Linked DNA regions of Mus musculus: region 1 is linked to region 2. A link is a contact called in public promoter capture Hi-C data. All regions are on one chromosome and are shown on one strand. The core of a region is the stretch at or near the end of the contact, and the rest is flanking DNA. Distances in the headings are between cores, read along the strand shown. Region 1 overlaps Gm36090 (a long non-coding RNA gene). Region 2 holds the start of Matn4 (matrilin 4).

Region 1 (5,093 bases), core at 1,843-4,342, 130 kb before region 2:
TTAAAAGAAAGGAGCATTTCAAGGCTTCCTGGATATGCCTATGTTTTGCTCCAGAGTTCTCAACCCACAGGACAGCCAGCCAACTTGAGTTCAAAGCCATAGGGAATGGGGCACGCCCAGATCCTGGATGCTGAGTCTCTGCCTTGTGTGCCCTGAGAAGTCCTGCCAGCTAGGCCACTCCTGCCCCAGTACAAGGCTCTCCGGGACATAGAGCTATACAGCTAAGACCTTAAGTTGCTCTTGCCCAGACTCCCAAAATGGGTAAGCAAGCCCTCCTCAGAATCCTGCCTCCGATCTTCCCTCTGTGTGACTTTAAGAAGTGACTGGAATACTCTCATAGCTCATTTTTCTTCTGTGGCATAGGGGTAGGATAAAAGAAGCCTGTGCTGACTCAGCACTTGCCAGTAAAAGTTATTTTTCAGGAGAGATGGGAGCAGGATAAAAAGAGATGGTTTTAATCCTCTACTTCCCCTGTAGCAGGTGCTTGCTCATGAAGCTTACACAGAACTCATGTGACCACGAAGCCAAGGTGGCCGAGAGAAGGCAGCTTCCTGGAATCTCAGCCTTCCACCAGGCCAGGAGCCAGTCTGCTGCTTCTGTCTGCCTGTACCAAGCATCTCCCTCAGAGGGAGGAGCCATGGCCCCAGAAGATGCTAAGCACTAAAGGAGGCCATATGCTTCTACCTTACCAGGTGAGGGGTGATGGAGGAAGAGGCGGCTCAGGTCAAACACTGACCATCGACCTAATGACCACCACTCCAGGGCTCTGCTGGAAAGAAGAGCCCTAGACAGGATGCCTAAAGTGGGGAGGCGGGGCTGGAGAGACAGCTCTGTGGGTAACAGCCCTTGCTGCACTGAACAAGGACCCTGGTCTATATGGTAAGTTCCGAGCCAGCCAAAGTTACATGGCTGGGCTGGAGAGATGGCTCAACAGTTAAGAGCACTGGCTGCTCTTCCAGAAGACCTGGGTTCAATCCCTTAGCACTCACATATTGGCTTACAACCATCTGTAACTCCAGATCCAGGGAATCCAATGCCCTCTTCTGACCGACTCAGGAACCAGACATGCAGAAATACAAGCAGGCAAAACACCACACACAGAAAATGATAATTGAAAAAGTACACTACATGCAATTTTATATACTACATTTACTTGATACTGACTATAAACGACTAAGTTACTGGCTTTTGTACTTATTATATGATTGATAGATAGATAGATAGATAGATAGATAGATAGATAGATAGATAGATATGATATGATATGATATGATATGATATGATATATAAATAAACAAATACATAAATCCAAGCCAGGTATACTATGCATTCACAAAAGCTCAGCCCAAGAGGAGCAGATCAGAGACAGGATCATGCCCAAGACTATTGGCCATCAGAATGATAAAAATAAATAAATAAGTAAACTCCAGGTCCAGTGAGTGACCTTGTCTCATGGGAGTAGACAGAGAGTGATGTAACCAAACAGTTGATATTCTCCTCTAGTCTCCTTGGTGCACTCACAGGTAAGCATGCCTGCAAGAACCTGCACACACAGACACAGACACACAGACACACAGACACACAGACAAAGACACACACACACACTAGGGAGGAAGAGAAAACTAAGTCCTTACCCCCCACACGCTAGAGCTGGGGCTGGGTAATATTTGTTTGGAGGACGGGAAAGTGGGAACAGAAGAGAATCAATCTTTCTTACACCTAACCTTTGTCCTCTTTCTGTCTGTCTTCTTTCTTTTTCTCTTTTAAATTTTTATTTATTAATTTTCTTACTGTATCCCTTTCACATTTGCTTTTATGTAGCTCAGGCTGGCCTGGGATTTATTATGTAGCCGGGGATGGCCTTGAACCTCTGATCCTTGCCTTCACCTGTCATGTGCTCTTCTGTCACATCTGACAGAACTTTTGATTATAAATTCAAAGTGTGCACAGGACTGCAATAAAAATTAAAGATATTTAAATAAAAAAATTTAGGAGACCAATTGACCTGCGCATTTGAAAACTATCTCAGCACAAGGCTCTCCATGGACTCTCTGGGTGGGATCAATACACACTACTTTTTATTGTGCATGGCGGTACAGGCCTATGGTGCTAGCACGTAGGAGGCAGAGGCAGGAGGATCATGAGTTTGAAGTCAGTCTAGGCCACATCGCAAGGCTCTGTCCCAGAAAACAAACAATCAGACAAAAATAAATAAATTTACACGTAACAACAGTAAGCTAAGTCACAGCATGAACTGTGGGTGGAGAACTTGTCTGGCTCAAGACCCTGATCAACAGCTGGTGCTAGATAATAATAATAATAATAATAATAATAATAACAAAAACATGAAATTCTAGTAAACTGTCAAATAATTCCAAATGGGATCTGGTAATATTTTTTTTTAAAGAGTGACAAAAAGGCTGTGAGTATTCTTATTTAACCTTTTTTTTTTTAAGCTTTATTTAATTTATTTGGTATGTTGAGTGCTTTGTCTGCATGTTTATCTGTGCACTACAGGTTTTCCGATGCCCGTGGAGGTCAGAAGAGGGTACCGGACCAATGGAATTCAGGTGGCTGTGGTGAGCGCTGTGGGTTGTGAGAACTGAACCTGGGTCCTCTGTAAGAAGGACAAGAGCTCATGACTGCTTATCTTCTCTCTGGCCCCTCATTTTACCTTCACGGGGTCTTGCGTGGCCCAGCCTCACCTCTGAGCTGCTGCTCAGAGAAGGGTGAGTTTGAACTCCCGATCTTCCTTCCTCTGCCTCCCAAGTGATGAGAACTGCCACTCCAGGTTTTTGCAGAGCTGAGGACTAAAGTTGGTGCACCAGAGATGGTGGTTTCTCTGCTTAGCCCTGGCTGTCCTGGAACTCCCACTGTGAACCAGGGCTGGCCTCAAACTCACAGAGATCTGCCTGCCTCTGCCCCCAGAGTGCTAGGATTAAAGGCGTGCGCCACCACTGCTGGTAAAAAAGAAAAACAAAACCCAAACCCTTGTTTCTTCCCGCATACCCTCTCAGTAAGTTTATCTTCTCCTTGTGGCTTCAGAGCCCTGAGCAGAGCAGGGTTTATCAACCCCACATCACAGAGGAAACATAAAAGGCCCATTCACCCTGAGAGCAGACGGCTCAGCACAGTGCCCTGGGGCGGGCTACGGCTGCAACATACTGCGGGTTGTTTCACGAGAGTCTGGGGGGCATGAACATAAAATGGGTCTTTAGGGCAATGTATCTACGTTACTACACGGCTGCAAAGGTTATCATGTCCCAAACCACCATAAAAGAGAGCCCAAGGTAGCCTTGATTTCTTGATTTCTTTGTTCTGTTGCTGTTTTGTAACTCAGGATTAAAGCATCCACCCCTGTTTCACCACATTCCGTCTGGGAGACGGGGTTAGAACTGAGATAAAAGGGGGGGGGGGGAGCCTTTGCTCACACCCCCCTCCACTTTTAATATTTACTATTATTTTGTGTGTGCGTGTGCGTGTGTGTGCGTGTGCGTGTGTGTGCGTGTGTGTGTGCATGTGTGTGTGTGTGTGTTCGTGTGCATGTGAGTGCACGTCCTCTGACCCCTGTGGAGGACAGAGATACCAGACTCCCCTGGAGCCATAGTTACAGACATCTGTGATTTGCCTGATGTGGGAACTGAACCGGGGAGTTTTGGAACTGGGACAGCCCCATTGCTGCTCATCCTCCCTGTGCCTCGATGCTTTGCCCTCACCTTCACAGTGGTGGAGAGACTTCAAAGAATGAAACAAGATGGCGTGACCCCGGGCCCTTTGAAACTGAGCCAGACCTGGAATCCAGCCCCTGCCTGCTTTCTTCTGCACTGAAGAATAAGGACCTTCTAAGCCTTGTGTATCCGCTCTTCCTTAGCCTGGGATCGGGGGTTCAAGACCATTCTCGCCCACTACACAGCATGTGTGGAGCTGGGCTGGTCACGTGAGAACCCTGCCTTAATTAATTAATTAATTAATTAATGAGTTTTGGAAACTTTCTCTTGGCCTTCCATGTGTTTTGGTATCAGGTTTCACCTGGTATTATTTGTTAGTGAGAGTTTCACATCTAATTGCTGTCCCACCCCCAGGGCTGGGTATGGGACTCCTGCATCCATCCACAGCTACCTAGCTCCTCTTTGCCCTGTGACCTGCACCACTCTCTTCATAGCAGCTACCACAACTGGAAACACGTACCTTACCTTCACGGATGTTCTTGCCCCCGCTAAGCCATCAGCTCCTGGACCACAGGGGCAGGAGACTGGGTCCTGTGGTCACTGCTGTGACCCAGTGCCTGGGACACACAGGATATGCTCACCTGAAACATGACCACTGACTACCCGTTGCTGCCCCCCCCTCCCCCACCCCCACCCCGGTACCGGTATGATCTCAAAGTCTTGACTGGACTGGATTGTAAAGTTTTCTGGGGTCTTCACAACCAATGAGGCAGGTGCCTTCACCCTCACTTCCATTTTACAGAAATGGTGGATCAGTGGTTTGGCTGCCTCTGCCATCAAGCCTGAGTGTGTGTGTATGCGTGCGCGTGCATGTGCATGTGTGTCTCTCAGATGGGTGCCCCCGCACTGTCTTGTCTGTGCTTCCAGCCCTCACGAGTACACTCTTCCTAAGAAAGGATCCTAGGTGTGTGAGTGGACGAATCCGTGTCTACCTAACACCCACACCTGGATGCTCCTTAGGTGCCTTGGTCTCAAGGTCACAGACATCCTCCTCGACCACACCCTTGATTGCTCAGGCCAGAAAAGTCAACCATCACCCTCTGTCTTTTCTGTCCCTCGCCACCACGTGCCATCTACCAACTACCATCTATGTGCCATCTACTAGGAAAGCACCCCTAACTGTTCTCTGGTGAGCCAAGAATACTGTCTTCTTCCAGCTAATCAGTTGCCATGACCACTGCTGCCTGGGTGCCTCCCCCCACCCCCTTCATTCACTCTTGTCTTAGGGTTTCACTGTTGGGAACAGACAGCATGACCAAGGCAACTCTTTTTTTTTAAGACCTATTTATTATTATACATAAGTACACTATAGCTGACTTCAGACGCACCAGAAGAGGGCATCAGATCTTACTACGGATGGTTGTG
Region 2 (4,376 bases), core at 1,211-3,710:
CAGCCACCAGTGCTCTTAACCCTGAGTAGTCTCTCCAGCCCCAGATTAGTTCTTAAGTAACAGGTGGCTCAGTGGATAAAAGGCTTGCTGAGGCAAGCATGATAACTTGACTTCAATGCCCAGAACCCATCAAAAGGAGGAAGAGAACCAACTGTACACCTAACTGCACACATTATCCTCTTACCTCCACAGGAATCGTGGCATCTATACATCCACACAGCACCAGTATCACCACCAGCACCAGAACCACCACCAACATCAACAACAAAAATAACAGTCAAGGGGTAGGAGAGACGGCTCAGCAGTTAAGAGCCCTGGCTGCTCTTCCAGAGGTTCTGAGTTCAACTCCCAGCAACCACATGGTGGCTCACAACCATCTGTAATGGGATCCAATGCCCTCTTCTAGTGTACAGGCATGCATGTAGACAAAATACACACACATATATAAAATACATAAATAATCTGGAAAGAAGTAACAGTTAAATTAAGTTGGGTGTGGTGGCTCACGTTTGTAATCCTAAACCCAGTACGGAAGGGATGGGGCCTCTGAGGCAGGAGGATTGGTATAGGTTCCGCCTGAGCTAGAGTTAGAGTCTGTCTTATCCCCCCCAAAATATAACAAAATAAACGATATTATTAATAATAATGAAAATGAATCAAATTGTGATGTCCTCTTATCAACATCCCTTGTGGTTTAAAATCCCAAATCCTCACATGACCTGGACACTGCTTCTCCTGTCATCTTCTCTAACGTCCCCCTCTTCTGACCAGTCTCCCCCTTTCATCCTCTTACAGTACTGAGTATATAGCCTTGAGGTCCTTGCGTTTTCTATTGCTTCCAGTTAGAATGCTTCCTGGAGTTTTCCCATGCCTGGCTCTATCTCAGCACTGGTACATCAGCTCCAATGTCACTTCTTAAAGAGCCCTTTGACCTCCTTGACCTTTCAAGCTAAGGTATCCCCTTTGGTCTACTATGTGACTCCACTCTGTTTTTCTCTGGCTCTCATCACAATCTGAAATACCTTGTTTGCTGGCTTGTGGGGAGGTGACTGCATGTCCCCTACCAGAATGGAGATGCCATGGAAGTAGAGGCTGTATCTGCCTGGTCCAGCTGGAGGCTTAGTGCCCAGCAGTGACCCTGGTGCGTGACATGTAGTACGCAGCAGAATGAATGGATACTGGTCGGGGATGTGGGGATCTGACAGCCACTGTCAAGTTCTGCTCTAGATCCCAGTAGGCAGCTGTTGTTGGCTGGGGAACAGGACCCTGGCTGAACAATGGCTGAGGTGTCAGCCTTGAGGCCTCCAAGATGTCAAAGAAGCTAAATGGTGGTGGGTTTGGAGGGAGGCATAGGGCTGAAGGCTGTGGAGACCTGGGTCGGGGTAGGGAGCCACCTACCGCTTCTCATTTCCATAGGATTTCTGAGCCACCTTGGCATGCAGGATCCACACAGTCTGCTCACATCTTTGCTGCAGGCATGTGCGCACACCTTCTCTTAGGATGATGGCATGCTCTGGGGGTGACCTAGGAATGGGGGTTGGGCCCACGGGGCCACAGGAAGGAGAGTCAAGGGTTGAGTTGGCACAAAGCCCACCCCTGAAGCTGAGTGAGCTGAAGTTGGAGATGGGGTTGATTTATGTCCTCCAAGGGATCTGGGGGAAGAAGGACTTGGGAAATGAGCTAAATATTTGTGTTCCAAGAACCCTGCACAGACCTCACCAGGATCACCCAGGTGCTACACTGTGTGGGTGGCTTCCCGGCTGTTGTAGTCTGGGGCCAAGTGGAATAGCTGTGTTTAAAACCCTACATTTGGTTCTCAGATGGAGGTGGGCTTTGTGGAAATAGTAATTAAGCTTTCAACTCATAAGGGGAAACAGCCTTTGCCAGCTCCAGGTCCGGAGCACAACCTCAATTCGAGCAGGCACATGCACCGGTGAAAATGTGACCAAGGCTCCAAACTGCATTACCAGGATTGGGGTGGGGGGGAGGCGGCGGATCTGAGTCTTTCTGATGCCCAAACAACACCCTTGGCTTAATGCTACGGGGGTTTTCTTTTCTTTGAGTGTAGCACGGGTCAGCTCTCTGGGGTCTGTTGCTTATCAGTCCGAGAGTTTGACAAATGAGGATGGGTTCTCTCAAAGCCTGCGCAATTAAAAGGAGCACATGAAAAAGAGTCTGTGGTGAGTCTTTATTTGGGAAATGAGCAAGTTGGGCCCTGAAGAGAGCTGGGAACTCCAAGGCTGTCCTTTTGAGTCCTTTTACCTTTACGGCAGGACCAAGTCTCGGCCTTTCATCACTCCAGGAAGGGACAGAGGAGGGCAAGAGTCGGGCGCGTCCTTGGAAGCCCAGGCAGGCCAGGCAGGCGGCGGTCAGGACCGCTCCGCCTCTTGGGGCTCTCCTCTGGGAAGTGTCTCGTGTAGGATTCCAGAGCATTCCGGCTGCCCGGAGTGTCGCCGCCCGACTCCAGCTGTAGCCCAATTCCGGCCCGCAGCTCGCGCCTGCAGCTCCCAGAGCAGCAGGAAAAAGGGGCGCCGTGCTTGCTGGGGCCCGAGTGTTGAGAGGAAGGGGGAGAACGCTCCTGCCAGTGGGAGGGGTCGCAGCCCGCGCTCCCCCTCCCCACCCTCCCGCTCCAGGTTAAATGCAGCTGCCGCTTGGGCTCGCCCTGGCTGTCTGGCATTCCCCACTTAGGGCAACCTGCCCACGCCGCCGCCGTTACCTGGTCCAACTCCCCAGGAGGCTGGGCCCGTCGCTCTGTAGCCGCACCTCTGAGCTGTCCGGCAGGCTCAGGTGAGTCAAAGGGCCCGGGGGCAACGAGGGGTCTGCAGGGAAGCCAGCGTAAAACCCGTAGGGGGACAAGTCTTAACAGCCTACGTGTCCACGTCTAACCTGCAGTACCTTTTCCGATCCCCCTCTGGCAAGGCCAACAAAATGCAGGTCCTCCTTCCCTAATCTCCCTCCACGCCTGGCACCTTCCCAAAGTGTCCTTTCCGGATTAGCTCTTGAACTCAGACCTCTTTGGAGCGCACTTTCCTTGGGAATGCACTTTCCCTATCCTAAGGGCGTCCGAGAAATTTCCTCTTCAATGCAAGGATCCTTATCAGGAGACCTGGGCTCACTCTAATGGGCCACTACTTCAAAGCAAGCCTTTGAACGATGATGACTCTCTTTGCCCTCCCTAGACCGCCCCCCCCCCCCCCGTGGAACAGCGGATTTGGAAAGCTGAAATTGAGAGGGCAGCTGTTTTGACTTTCTAAGAGTCCTGAGGTGCAAGCGACATCAAGTGCGTGTTGACTTAAGCCAAGAGGAGCTTAAGGGAGCCCTTAGTCAAGAGCCAACCCTGAGTTTCAAAGGCCCGGTGGAGCTATACTCAGATGTTTGCCCTGGGGTGCTGGCTCCGCTCTGGCCCACTCTAGAAAAGGCTTGCCTTTCCTCCTACCTCCACCATCAAGCCACTGGCACATCTAGCTAGCTTGTCACCTTACCACCACAGACCCTGCCAGAAGGATTTTTGTTCTTCTACCCTCGCTGGAAAGCCAGAAGGGAGAAGAATCTCGGATAGGAAGCTGGTCTGGAGTCAGAGCCACGCACCGGCCTTGCTCAGAATGGGCTCATTCAAGGAACTGGGGGGTTGAGGGAGGGGCAGCCGTGGGTTAAGGGGCGATGGCCTGCTCTGCCAAGAAACCACAGAAAAATGGATAGAGCAGGCTCAGTGTGCCGTGTGGGGGTGGGGTGGGGAACGGAAGAAAGGCTTAGTGATTCTTAGGTGCAAGGGAACCAGGCTTCTCTGGAGGAAGAGACAGGGGTGGGGTGTAGGGGGGTGAGAGCTAGGTTTAGTTCTGTGCCTGGAGCCCAGCTGGGTAGTCTTATTGGGCAGCACATTTTCCATCCGTACAGTGTGTGTGTTCCCTTAGTGGTTCTCAAGGGACCTAGTTAGGCTACACAGGAAGGAGAGGGCTCACCTGTTGTCTCCCTGGGGTCCATGGCTGCTCATCGAGGCCCAGGCCGCTCTCTTGCTGCCCTCTGGGCACATCTACCGCCACTGACTTCGATACCGTTCACACATCTAAGCCCCGATCCGATCCTCACACTGGATTTATCCTGTCCAAGCCTTATCTTCAAGGTCCCGGGACTCCCAGCGGCCTGTTTGCTCTGGGCAGGGACACCTGCTGGGCAGATGTAGGCTTCCCACGGCAGTAGAAGCCAGACCCAGCAGGCGCCCCCTGGCGGCCTCTCCTAAGAGCAGGCGAGAAACAGACACCGAGGCGTGTCTTGTGCAGGACTCCACTCTCTGGCCTACCACTAAGAACCCAGACCCCAAGAGCTGCTCTTTGGCGTGTGGCACGGGTTTGGGGGAATATGGGGAATGATTTCTGTCC

The links. Promoter capture Hi-C pulls out the DNA fragments that hold promoters and counts their contacts.
Region 1: a contact with region 2 is called in a promoter capture Hi-C map of trophoblast stem cells, with 5 times the contacts expected there. The contact joins the enhancer-like site here to the promoter of Matn4 in region 2. A contact is called at or near these places in 25 of 39 promoter capture datasets (the 3T3-L1 cell line, 3T3-L1-derived adipocytes, the C10 cell line and 14 more), 9 of 15 datasets of contacts at CTCF or cohesin (CD8 T cells, the NIH/3T3 cell line, embryonic stem cells and 4 more), 185 of 484 Hi-C or Micro-C datasets (the 3T3-L1 cell line, 3T3-L1-derived adipocytes, the 63-12 cell line and 102 more), 33 of 115 datasets of contacts at active chromatin or transcription factors (the 230-238 cell line, DN3 thymocytes, the HPC-7 cell line and 24 more) and 6 of 9 other capture datasets (adipose tissue, embryonic stem cells, embryonic tail and 3 more).

The regions. Positions count from the first base shown.
Region 1 is chr2:164,532,505-164,537,597 of GRCm38.p6, reverse strand. It overlaps Gm36090 (a long non-coding RNA gene), which reads left to right. Exons shown (of 6, transcript XR_375205.4): 4 at 478-692; 5 at 2,518-2,729; 6 at 3,725-5,093. Among named protein-coding and RNA genes, the nearest start is that of Gm36090, 14 kb to the left of the region's middle. Within about 2 kb of position 3,092, at least 16 of the 459 cell types and tissues checked have an H3K27ac peak or open chromatin away from gene starts, as enhancers often do. A contact at or near this core is called in CD8 T cells, DN3 thymocytes, Th1 cells and 3 more, where this site is marked.
Region 2 is chr2:164,402,902-164,407,277 of GRCm38.p6, reverse strand. It overlaps Matn4 (matrilin 4), which reads left to right and starts at 2,460. Exons shown (of 11, transcript NM_013592.4): 1 at 2,460-2,787. Rbpjl (recombination signal binding protein for immunoglobulin kappa J region-like) reads right to left here and starts at 4,084. Exons shown (of 12, transcript NM_009036.1): 1 at 3,960-4,084; 2 at 2,717-2,819; 3 at 1,399-1,524. The coding sequence starts at 3,981.